3 separate regions of the Mus musculus genome follow, and regions 1 and 2 are each linked to region 3. A link is a contact called in public Hi-C and HiChIP or PLAC-seq data. All regions are on one chromosome and are shown on one strand. The core of a region is the stretch at or near the end of the contact, and the rest is flanking DNA. Distances in the headings are between cores, read along the strand shown. Region 1 has its middle 34 kb from the start of Cr2. Region 2 has its middle 56 kb from the start of Cr2. Region 3 holds the start of Cr2 (complement receptor 2).

What was found. HiChIP or PLAC-seq counts read pairs in DNA pulled down with a chosen protein or histone mark. Hi-C and Micro-C count contacts between places; a contact is called where the count stands out from the background.
Region 1: a Hi-C map of B cells shows a contact between it and region 3, with 1.7 times the contacts expected there. The contact joins the enhancer-like site here to the promoter of Cr2 in region 3. A contact is called at or near these places in 14 of 39 promoter capture datasets (the 3T3-L1 cell line, 3T3-L1-derived adipocytes, the C10 cell line and 9 more), 1 of 15 datasets of contacts at CTCF or cohesin (large pre-B cells), 12 of 484 Hi-C or Micro-C datasets (the 63-12 cell line, B cells, CD4 T cells and 7 more), 1 of 115 datasets of contacts at active chromatin or transcription factors (embryonic stem cells) and 2 of 9 other capture datasets (adipose tissue and liver).
Region 2: a contact with region 3 is called in a CTCF HiChIP or PLAC-seq map of pro-B cells, with 3 times the contacts expected there. The contact joins the enhancer-like site here to the promoter of Cr2 in region 3. A contact is called at or near these places in 8 of 39 promoter capture datasets (the C10 cell line, the HPC-7 cell line, embryonic stem cells and 3 more), 2 of 15 datasets of contacts at CTCF or cohesin (large pre-B cells and pro-B cells), 12 of 484 Hi-C or Micro-C datasets (B cells, bone marrow-derived macrophages, conventional dendritic cells and 4 more) and 3 of 9 other capture datasets (adipose tissue, liver and pancreatic islet).

Annotation. Positions count from the first base shown.
Region 1 is chr1:195,209,352-195,212,879 of GRCm38.p6, forward strand. No RefSeq gene overlaps it. Among named protein-coding and RNA genes, the nearest start is that of Cr2, 34 kb to the left of the region's middle. Within about 2 kb of position 2,065, at least 5 of the 459 cell types and tissues checked have an H3K27ac peak or open chromatin away from gene starts, as enhancers often do. A contact at or near this core is called in B cells, where this site is marked.
Region 2 is chr1:195,231,037-195,234,502 of GRCm38.p6, forward strand. No RefSeq gene overlaps it. Among named protein-coding and RNA genes, the nearest start is that of Cr2, 56 kb to the left of the region's middle. Within about 2 kb of position 1,780, at least 8 of the 459 cell types and tissues checked have an H3K27ac peak or open chromatin away from gene starts, as enhancers often do. A contact at or near this core is called in B cells and pro-B cells, where this site is marked.
Region 3 is chr1:195,175,172-195,178,682 of GRCm38.p6, forward strand. It overlaps Cr2 (complement receptor 2), which reads right to left and starts at 1,548. Exons shown (of 26, transcript NM_001368765.1): 1 at 1,382-1,548. The coding sequence starts at 1,439.

The sequences.
Region 1 (3,528 bases), core at 815-3,314, 35 kb after region 3:
GTATAAATGACCTATTTCTGGTAATTTCTCTATTTTCTTTCCTATTCTATTGACCATTTAAATTTAACTTTTTAAACCCTGAGAACATGTTGAAATTTGCAAAAAAAAAAAAAAATCAAAAATAATCTGTAAAACTTCAGCTCTTTTATTTGAAATGTAAAAAGATTTTTACTTTTGAAAAAAATAAATAAGGAGCTTGGAAAAGACAAAGTGGGGCACATGAAACTTACTTCAGAGAAAAAAATGGTTTTTAGTGGTTAAGAATTGGTTATATGTGAGTATAGTCATCCATCCATGCCTATAGAGGATGGGTTCCAAAGATACCAAAATCATCAGATATTCAGCTTCACAGACACCAAAGGGTCAATGAAACAGCAGACAAGGGATGGATTTTTTGATAGCTCTGGGATGTTGAACTTATAAGAAATGGCAGCATACATAAATTATACATATTGGAATTCCCCCTTTAAAAAAAAAAAAAGGTTTCATGTCTCAAGTATATTACAGAAGCTGGAGAAACCTACCAAACTTAAAGGCATGAGGAACCATCAAAGAACATTTCAGTGAATAACTTACATGGACCAGAATGTATAATCAACAGCCTGTGTAAGTACTGGACTTCGATTCAGCCTTGTATGGATGGAGATGGAAAGCATAAGAAAGAAGTCCACTATCTAAATGGGAAGATTTAAATATGAACAAAATTAGCAGCTCCAGCTTTATCTTCTTGACTCAGGTCCTGGACCTCTGGGGCTGTTATCCTTATTGTCATCCTGTTGCTACATTCTCTCAAGGATCACAGCTCTGTACTGAATCTTACATCATCACTAGCACAAGGTTTGCTGATTTCTGAGCTTTTATCTGTCTGTTGCTCTCTCTGCTACTACAGTTCCAGAAAATTCTTGCTACCCTAGACTTGCTGACAAGGATGTCAATATCTTGCAGCTCAGGAGTCCACTGTGGTCTTTTTGAATTTTGTTCCTCTTCTGAGATCCAAAATTTGTCATTGAGTAGACAATGAGTCTAGTGTAGAGATCAGCTAACACACTTTTCTCAGTGGCCATACTTCTGCTTAGCTGTTATTTAATGTTGAAAACTAATTACTTCATATATGTTATGTTTGATTATTGTTTATGAAATTAGAGCAAGTCTTCTACTAATTATACAGCTGGATCTAAATTATCATATTTTTAGCTTTTAGAACTTCAATTTTGCTTTACAAAGATGTATGACTGGGGCTGGAGATATAGATCAGCAGTTAAGTACATTTGCTGTCCTTCTAGAGGACCTGAGTTTGGTTCCCAGAATTCATATCATATGGTTCACAACTGTTTGTAACTCTAGCTTCGGGGTTTCTGATGCCTCTGGTCTCCATGGGCTCTTGTCCCATTCAGATATTCACAGATACACATGCATATACCCATAACTAAAAGTAATAAAAATAAAGTATCTAAATCATGACTAACCATTTTCACTATGTCTTATTATTGTATAGTGGCTTTTATTTCTTTTTTAAACATTGGAAATATATTTAAGGAATTTGTTATTTTTCTATCACTTGTATTTCTTTTATTTCTCTAGATTTTTGCATCCCATTTCTCTCTCTTTTGTATTTCTTTGTCTTTGGGATTATAAAAGTTTACTATGAACTCATCCTTTATGGAGTTGTTTCCAGAAGATTAATGTATACATGTTTATAAAGGTATCTATGAGATAAAAACAGGTTTGGCTTTTTCACACTCCTAAGGATTTCAGTAAACTAAGAATTTATCATATGGAATTTTCCACAGACGGATCTGTAATGCAAATCATACAACACCTCCTGCAAGGTGTAGGGGTAAGCTTCTCATTTCTGTTTTCTTCCCCAGAACACATTCATTGACCTTCTTCTTCTCAGCATCAGTGGCTTAGTGAGTACAATGGTCTAGTTGCTATGGTATAGATTGGCTTTCATTTTAAAGAATTAATTTCTAAATTTAACTTTTCTTAAGACTTTAGACTTAAGCCTATGACCCTGGTACATGTTAAACTCTAGGCCTTGGGGAATTTACCTTATTCTATCTTTTTCATGGGTCACTGAGTTTAGGTTTTGCTCACTATACTGACTTTGAATATTTTATTTGTTTCTACCTAGGGATTTCCTTTGCTTCTTTCCAGTATTAGTTCTGTATTTAAAATTAATTTGAATTTATTATATTCAGTATCCTAATTATTTTGTGTGATTAAGGAAACTTCAAGAGTCAGCAAGTCTACCACAATATTCCTTTGACCTATGTTATAGGAGGCATTCTATTTGTCTTTTAAGTAAAACATTTTCTTGAATAATTTTTTACTTTTAGTGGATATGTTATCATGTTATCAGCCCATGCTTTGCTTTGCTTTTTCTTTTTCTCCTTTCTTTCTTTCTTTCTTTCTTTCTTTCTTTCTTTCTTTCTTTCTTTCTTTCTTTCTTTCTCTCTTTCTCTCTTTCCTTCTTTCTTTCCTCTTCTTTTTTTTTTTTTTTTTGGTTTTGGTTTTTCAAGACAGGGTTTCTCTGTGTAGCCCTGGTTGTCCTGGAACTCACTCTGTAGACCAGGCTGGCCTCCAACTCAGAAATTCACCTGCCTCTGCCTCCCAAGTGCTGGGATTAAAGGCGTGTGCCACCACTGCCGGGCAGCCCACACTTTTCTATCAAAAGAAACCAAAATGACAGAATATGAAGATTTTCACTGCTATGGATCATATTAATTTGTACTATCCAGGACTCCAAATAGAACAGCAATCAAATAGAAATTTTAAAGTATCCATGAGTTTTGCAGGCAAACAGATGGAACTAGAAAATACCATCCTGAGTGAGATAACTCAGACCCAAAAGAATATGCATGGTATGTGCTCACTAATAAGTGGATATTAGCCAAAAAATAGTACAGAATTCCCAGGATACAAACCAAAGAACTCAAGAAGGCTAACAAGCTGAAGGACCCAAGTGAAGGACCACTTGGGAGAGAGAAGAAAGCAATCACAAGGCAGGAGGGAGAGAGGGAGGGACCTGGGTGTGAAAGTCAACAGGAAGGGGAAAAGGGGAACATAATCAGGTGTTGGGGAGGTGGGAAACAGGACTGAAGCCCTGAGGACCAGCAGAAAGGCAACCTCGGGAGGTAGGAGGTAGGGGAATCCTCTAGAATGTAACAGAGACCTGGGAGATGTGAGATTCTCAGAACTCAAAGGGAAGGACCTTAGATGAAATGTCCTACAGTGGGGAGAGGGGACTTGTAGAGTCCACCTCCTGTAGAAAGACAGTGTATCAAGTGGAAGGATGGGGTTGCTACTCCACAGTCAAAAACTCTGATCCAGAATTGTTCCTGTCTGAAAGAACTGCAGGAACAAAAGTGGAGAAGAACCTGAGGAAAAGGAGGTCCAGTGACTGGACCCAAATTTGGATCCAGCCCAGAGGAAGGCCACAAGGCTTGACACTATTACTGATGTCCTGAATTCCCTCCTTGGTGGATTGTTTTCTGGGAGTTGCAAGACATACTAAACCCTTTTCTG
Region 2 (3,466 bases), core at 530-3,029, 56 kb after region 3:
GTCCAAACTTATTGTAACTATACAAAGCAGCTCTACTGATTTCTATCATGACTGGTTTCCCAGGGCACAGAACCTAACAGAATATATAATCAACTTGGGCAGGCTTGTTGGTTAACTGGAGTTCAACATAGGTCAGGTTCTCTAAGATGGAGCCTGAACTCAAGACAGAATTAGTCTGGTCTCTCAATAGCATCCCAATGTATGTACCCTGGTGAAATTTATAGCTCTAGTTGTCTATCTTAAGAAAGAAAAGGAAAGTTAAAAAAACAAACAAACAAACAAACAAAAACCAAAAAACCCTGCAGTACAAAACACAGAAAACTTTTCTGATACAATCCAGCATGCCTTCATGATCAAAGTTCTACAGACAATATGACTATAGGGAACATGTCTCTATAAAATGAAAGCCAGAATATTTTTTGTTTTGTTTTGGCTCAATAGCCTCAAATTCACAGACATCAGCCTTTCTCTTCAACCACCCTGCCAAAACAAAACAAATCAAAATTTGTGCAATTGGTAGGTAGGATCTTTGAGTGTCAGTCCAGTCTGGTCTACAGAGTGAGTTTCAGGACAGAGAGTAATAGAGAGAGGCAGGGGGCGGGGAAGTGGCATCTTACAGACATCATCATCCTAAATTGAGAAAAACTTGAAGCAATTCAGCAGGAAACGGGATTTATGTCCATTGAATTCTTCCTGTTCTCCAAACATCATTGAAGGGTAAAATTGATGGCATCTGTTGATAGCATTGACCTAAAAAGCAAAGCAGCTCTCACTGTGACTGCTTAGTTCCACCTCTTTTCTCAGATCTTTTTGTTTGTTTACTAACTGGAGATGGTAGAGATGTATATGCCTTGACATAAGACAATAACTTGCAGGAGTTGGTTCTTTTCTTCCACCATGTGGAGCCCAGGGGCTGAACTCAGGTATGCAGGTTTATTAACAAATAACTTTATCCTCTGGGCCGTCTCACCAGGCTTTTTTAAAGTAGCATAGTCAGCTACTTTGGCTTTCAAAATATTGTCTGTAAAAATTAGTCTTACATTCTAATATTATTGTTTTAATATTTTTTCTTTTTTTCTATCGAAGATTTTTCTTTTTTATTCTATGTATATGAGTGGTCTATCTGCATCTACCCCTGCATGACAGAAGAGGGCATTAGAACTCACTATAGATGGTTGTAAGACACCTATAATGGAATTCTTGTGGCTTCTTGGAATTGAACTTAGGGTCTGGGGAAAAATAGCCAGCGCTCTTAACCACTGAACCATCTCTCTAACCCCATTACTTCTGTTCTTATCTGCCTGGCTGCTCTAGTTTATTTTCTCATGAATATTCTCCTGGCATAATAAAGTTTATCTTACAATCTGCACCCAGAAGGGACACACATCTATAATGACACGTTCATATTGAGTATCAATTACTGAAAATCAGAGTTTGGAACAGAAGGTTTTTTTCTGTTTGTATTTATTCTGGAAATATTTTTATAGAGTAGAATGTTCTGCTCCCCGATATTTACCTGCCTCTGCCCTCCTGCTTGAGTTCTTGGACTAATAGTGGGCCACCACCATGACAGGCAGATTCCTCTTGGTGTCCTATAACCACAACTGAGTTCCTATTAGTGCATATGGGATTAGCTTAGAGATTCAAGACATCTGACTTGGCTTATAGACTAAGTGCTTGTGGTGTGAGTGACTCAGGTTTCCTCCAGCTTTGGGACTTGGAGCCAGACAAGACAACTATGGGAGAAGATACAGCTCAAGTGCACTAAATACTTTCTTCCACAAGGTGGCACCCCACACCTTATATCCATATCCACATTTCTTCAGACAAGCACCTGATGATGTTTGTCCAGAAAAGGTCACATAAACAACACCCTTCTGTTTCCCTATTTACTGAGTGGTACCACTGAGTCCTACTAAGTGGAGACCACCCTTATAGACAGCACAGAACTGTGGTCAGGATGGAGAAATGTGACACTTTTAGTCCTGTCACTAGTATGAATTACAAGTTGACATTGTGCTCTATGCTATCATACAATACTGTATGGAAGGCTTTGGTTGATACTTACTAATATAAATGTATAAGAATAAAAAGGGCAGAGGTAAATCATTTTATCTGCAGATAGTATGATAACATTTATGAAAACCCCCAGAATATCAATGAAAAACGCTATTATCATCATTAAGGAAAATTTTCAAGCTGAATGACCATTAATTGTTATACATGAATTTTAGAAAAAAAATCGAACAAAAGCATGTTGCTGAATACTGAACAAAAATAACACATTTTTATTTTTAAAATTTATTTTTGTTTCACCCACTGTATTTGTTTCTATATTTTGTACAAAAGTGTGAACACATGAATGTCTCTATGGCAAGAACAAAGTAAAACTGTCCTGAGGCAAAAATAAATGATAGACAAGGATAAGCACAGAGGAAAGGAAGTAAAATAGTAAGGAAGTAGAGATATACAGCACATACTTATGTGAAAATTACACACTACACACACACACACACACACACACACACACACACACACACACACACGCATGCATGCCTGCATGCATGCATGCAATAGAAGCAAGGTACTCCACAGATAAAAGAACTTGCTGTATAGTATGATTACCTGAATTCAATCCCTGGGACCCATGGTGGAAACTAAGAACTGAAAATTGTGGCACATATGTGCACAGACACCCGCATATACACTGACAAAGAAAACTTTGAAAATCAATAAGCATTTGCAGTTGGAGGCATAAGCATCGAGACTTGGAGATGAGGTACCCCCAATGTTCAATTGCCTCCAAAAACCCCAGTCCCCAGCTCACAGGTTGGGCTAGGCTAATGTATCTTATTAAAGTGTATTCTATTAAAGACTTAAGATTTTTGTGTGTTTGTGTGTGTATGTAAGTATGCAAGACAGAGACCACAAAAATATTAGGTTAAAAAATATCAAATTGCTGGTCCTTTAGCTTAGTAGAAAGAAAGAAAGAAAAAGAGAAAGAGAGAGAAAGAAAGAGAGAGAGAAAGGGAGGGAGGGAGGAAGGAAGGAAGGAAAGAAGGAAGGAAGGAAGGAAGGAAGGAAGGAAGGAAGGAAGGAAGGAAGGAAGGAAGGAAGGAAGGAAGGAAGAGAAAGAAACGAATGAATGAACTAAAAAGAATAACGAGAAAAAGAAGAGATCTGAATTAAGGCACAAAGTGAAAGAAAATGGTCTGGGCATACCATACTTGAAGGAGGAAAGCACTCTAGACTTTTTGCCATTATGAACTTGTCTGACTTTGTGCCTGCTACCTCTAAAAGCACTTTTTGCCCTACCCACTGAGCCCAAGGCATAGCTGCTCCTCTTGTGTCCAGTGCAGGTCCCAAGCAAGGCAGCCGGTGGCAGAGCCAGGTTTCCTGCCAGCAAATAGGGTGAGTCTGGTGTGCATTGGAGACCTGGTGCTCTGTTGCAGCTTGAGCAGGAGCT
Region 3 (3,511 bases), core at 298-2,797:
AGATGTAAAAGGCTTTACACGGATGATTTAGAAATCATTTAGAAGTAGATGGAGGATTTATATGTAGAATAAAAACAAATCTGAAAAGTTGGTCAGAAGACAGGAAGTAGGGAAATCATTATTGAGAATTATCATCAAATGCCTTAATACTGGGTTTCCTGGCTATCTGATGGATATGGATGATTTTTTTTAAAAATGAGAGTCATGTATGTTAACCAAAGTATTGTACTGAGCATAAAATATTCATCAGTGAACATGAAATAAGGTCCAGCCATCCCTAGAATTGATTTTCCAGTAGAAATTGTAGCAGAACTAATACATAATATTCAGACCCTATAACAACCAGATCCATCCTTAGCTGCTAACGGCTACCTTAGTGTCAACAGTCAAGTGCCAATTGACTTAATTTCTCTGACAGCTCCTGATTTCTTTCACCTTCATGGGATGTTAGCACAGCTCATTTCTGACTTTATATATGAAAAACTGAGGGTCAGGGCTCTAACCAACTTGCCAAATTCACGCAGCCATTGAGGTTTACTGTAAGTAACCTATGAATTTATTCACTATGAGAACAAGTTATACTGAGACTTGCCAAAATCCACTCAGCATTGAGGTTTTTGCAGTAAATGTCTTATACCTGATCCCTTCACTACCAGAATAAATGGTACTACTTTAAAAGCAAGCCAATCTGTGAAACAACAACAACAACACACACACATGCACACACACACACACACACACACACACACACACACACATACACACACACACCACTTACAGAGAACACTGAAGGAGAACCTACAGAAGCACACACCACTACAGAAGTCATAGTTTTAATTCATGTTCAACTTTAAAAACTAACTGAAGATAGTTTTTAAACATACTATCAAAGATAAAAAATCTGAGACCCACATTGGAGAATCAGGTGTTACTCTTTTTAAAAACCGAAGCAGTGGCTCCATGCCTAAGAGGCACATGCAGGTCTGTAATTCTTGAGCACAGATTGGGACACTACTGTGTGAGCTCTTGATGAATTCCCTGGAGACTGGAATCCAGGGAGAAGAGAGCAGACCCCCCCCACACACAAAAAACAACAACAACAACAACAACAACAACAACAACAACAAAAACAAAAACAATGCAGCAGTCACATTCCAAAGCGACCATAAGTGTCTCAGCCTTCTATGGTGATAATCCATCTCCCAGAAGAGGTGGGGACGTTCTGCATCAGGAGACAGAGGGATCTCCAAAGGTGTCAGGGACAGCCAAGTATCCAGCATTGGCCCCACATCCCTGGTTTGTCCTCTAGCCTTTGTGTAGGCACAGAAAGTTTCCCAGCCCTGGTGGAATTCCCGTATTTGAGCTCCCGTGCCCAGCTCACCAAGAACTCCTGGAGTGATGAGAGTGAAGAAAACCCAGAGCGAACCCAAGGATCCCATGTGTGCAGCAGTCCAATGGCAGGTTGCGCTCTGTGAGTTGTGAGCCTGTAGCAAGGAGAGGAAGAGGACGGGGCTGGCTGCCTGCGGGGCTGGCTGCCTGCGGCTGGCTGTAAGCAGTGGGGAGCAGACCCTTAAATAGCATCGGCTCCGCGCGGTGGCGCTGGGTACTGAAGATTTGTGAAGCACAACTGCAGGTGACTAGGGGCGGAAGAGGCAGAGAGGGGCGGTCCCCGGGAAGTCTGCTTTTGGTTCAGGCTGGGTTCTGCGACGCCTGGCTTTCCTATATTTTGTTGATTGAGCAGCCAAGTACATTAACTTTCTCGTTCCCACCCCCCTACATCTGAAACAAGAATTTCACAAAATAATACTCATGCCTACTGATCGTATGATATGCTAATTTACAGTATTGTATTCTTTAAACCTGTTTGGGGTTTTGTTCCAGTTAATTCAGTTTCAAACCCCATTAATGTAATCAACTCTCAGTTTGAGAAAACAGCTTATTTTACTTAAAGTGGAAATTCAGAAATAACACTGCCTGGCATTACAATCTTTTTACTCTAGTGTAAACAGTGAAATTTCAAATTTCTGTATAACTGTAAAGGGGTTTTCTAAATGTTAATATTTTAGAAATGTTATCTCTATATAATTATAAAGATATATAAAAGTATATATTTTGACTATACAATTGTGTTATGTAATTGTTATTTCTGACTTTTTAAATAAATTACAGACATTTATCTCTTCTTTAAGTATTTTAATGTGTATTTCCTAAAAATAAGGACAATATAACTATAGTAAAATGATCAATTACAAGACACTAATATTGGTAAGGTAGTTTTTCATAATTTTTTACTGTCTTCAAGTTTTGATGAATATCTCAATAATCTTTGTTACGGCATGATAAGAATAACAAAACTATCCACACTTCAGTGTTATATATTTAGTTTCCATGTCTCTTTCTTTAATTTGAAAAAGATCTTTGGGAGTAGGAGGTGTGTGTGTGTGCATGTGTGTGTGTGTGTGTGTGTGTGTGTGTGTGTGTGTGTGTGTGTGTGTTTTATGTGGTTTGCACGTGTACATGAAGATGTGTGGAGACTAGAAGCTAATATCAATGTCTTTCTTGCCAGCTTTCCACCCCCTTATTCGAGGCAAAGCCTTTCTCTGACCCTTAAACTTGCAGGTTATCTAAACTGGATGGTCAGTAAGTTCCATCTGCCTGTGTCAGGCTCTCTTGCACTAGGATTACAGGTAAATTGGCTGCAGCTTTTTACCTAGATTCTAGAAATCTGAATTCAAGCCCTTATGCTTGCTTGACAAATAGCTTTACAAACAGAGCCCTGTCAACCTCTTGGAATTTTGTTGTTTCTTTTGTTGTTAGTTTTTTATATCTTTGAACTACACATAGTTAGAGTATTTTCTAAAAATGGCTCTTAAATCATTTGTCTACTATACAGTACAGTAACAAATTACCCTATGATTAGTAGTGGATTAAGCGAGACTAAATAGTACCTTCCAGTTTGTACTATCATGATTTGGAGTCAATTTAGCTAGACTGGCAGTTTTTCATCTCCCCTGATATTATGGTCCAAATGAGAGCTTGCGCTACAGTCATCCAGTTGATTGGGACAGGAAAAGTCACACAGAAGACGCTCAGTTGCTGTTGACTGGATTCCTCATTTCTTCACCATGTGGTCACTGGGCTGCTGGGTAGCAGGAACTGAAAATTCTCACCTCATGGCAGCTAACTTCTTCTAGATCAAAAAAGATCTAAGCCAGAATGTCTTCCATAATCCCCAGCAGTCATAATACTTTGAGAATAATCTACTGATAACAAATATCAACCCTTCTCAGTGCCAGAGAGACACTATGCATGAATGGGAATACTGGGAGTCAGAGATGAAGGGGCACCATCATGAAGGCTGGTTACCAGCATCACTCAGTTTGGTTTGATATGTTTTTTCACAATTAGGTTGAAATTTTATATTTTGAGGTAGAGATATCATGGGATAGGTGCTATGTGCTTATCTGTAGGTACATGTTGCCTGATGGTCCTTTTTATTGGTAGTAGTAAT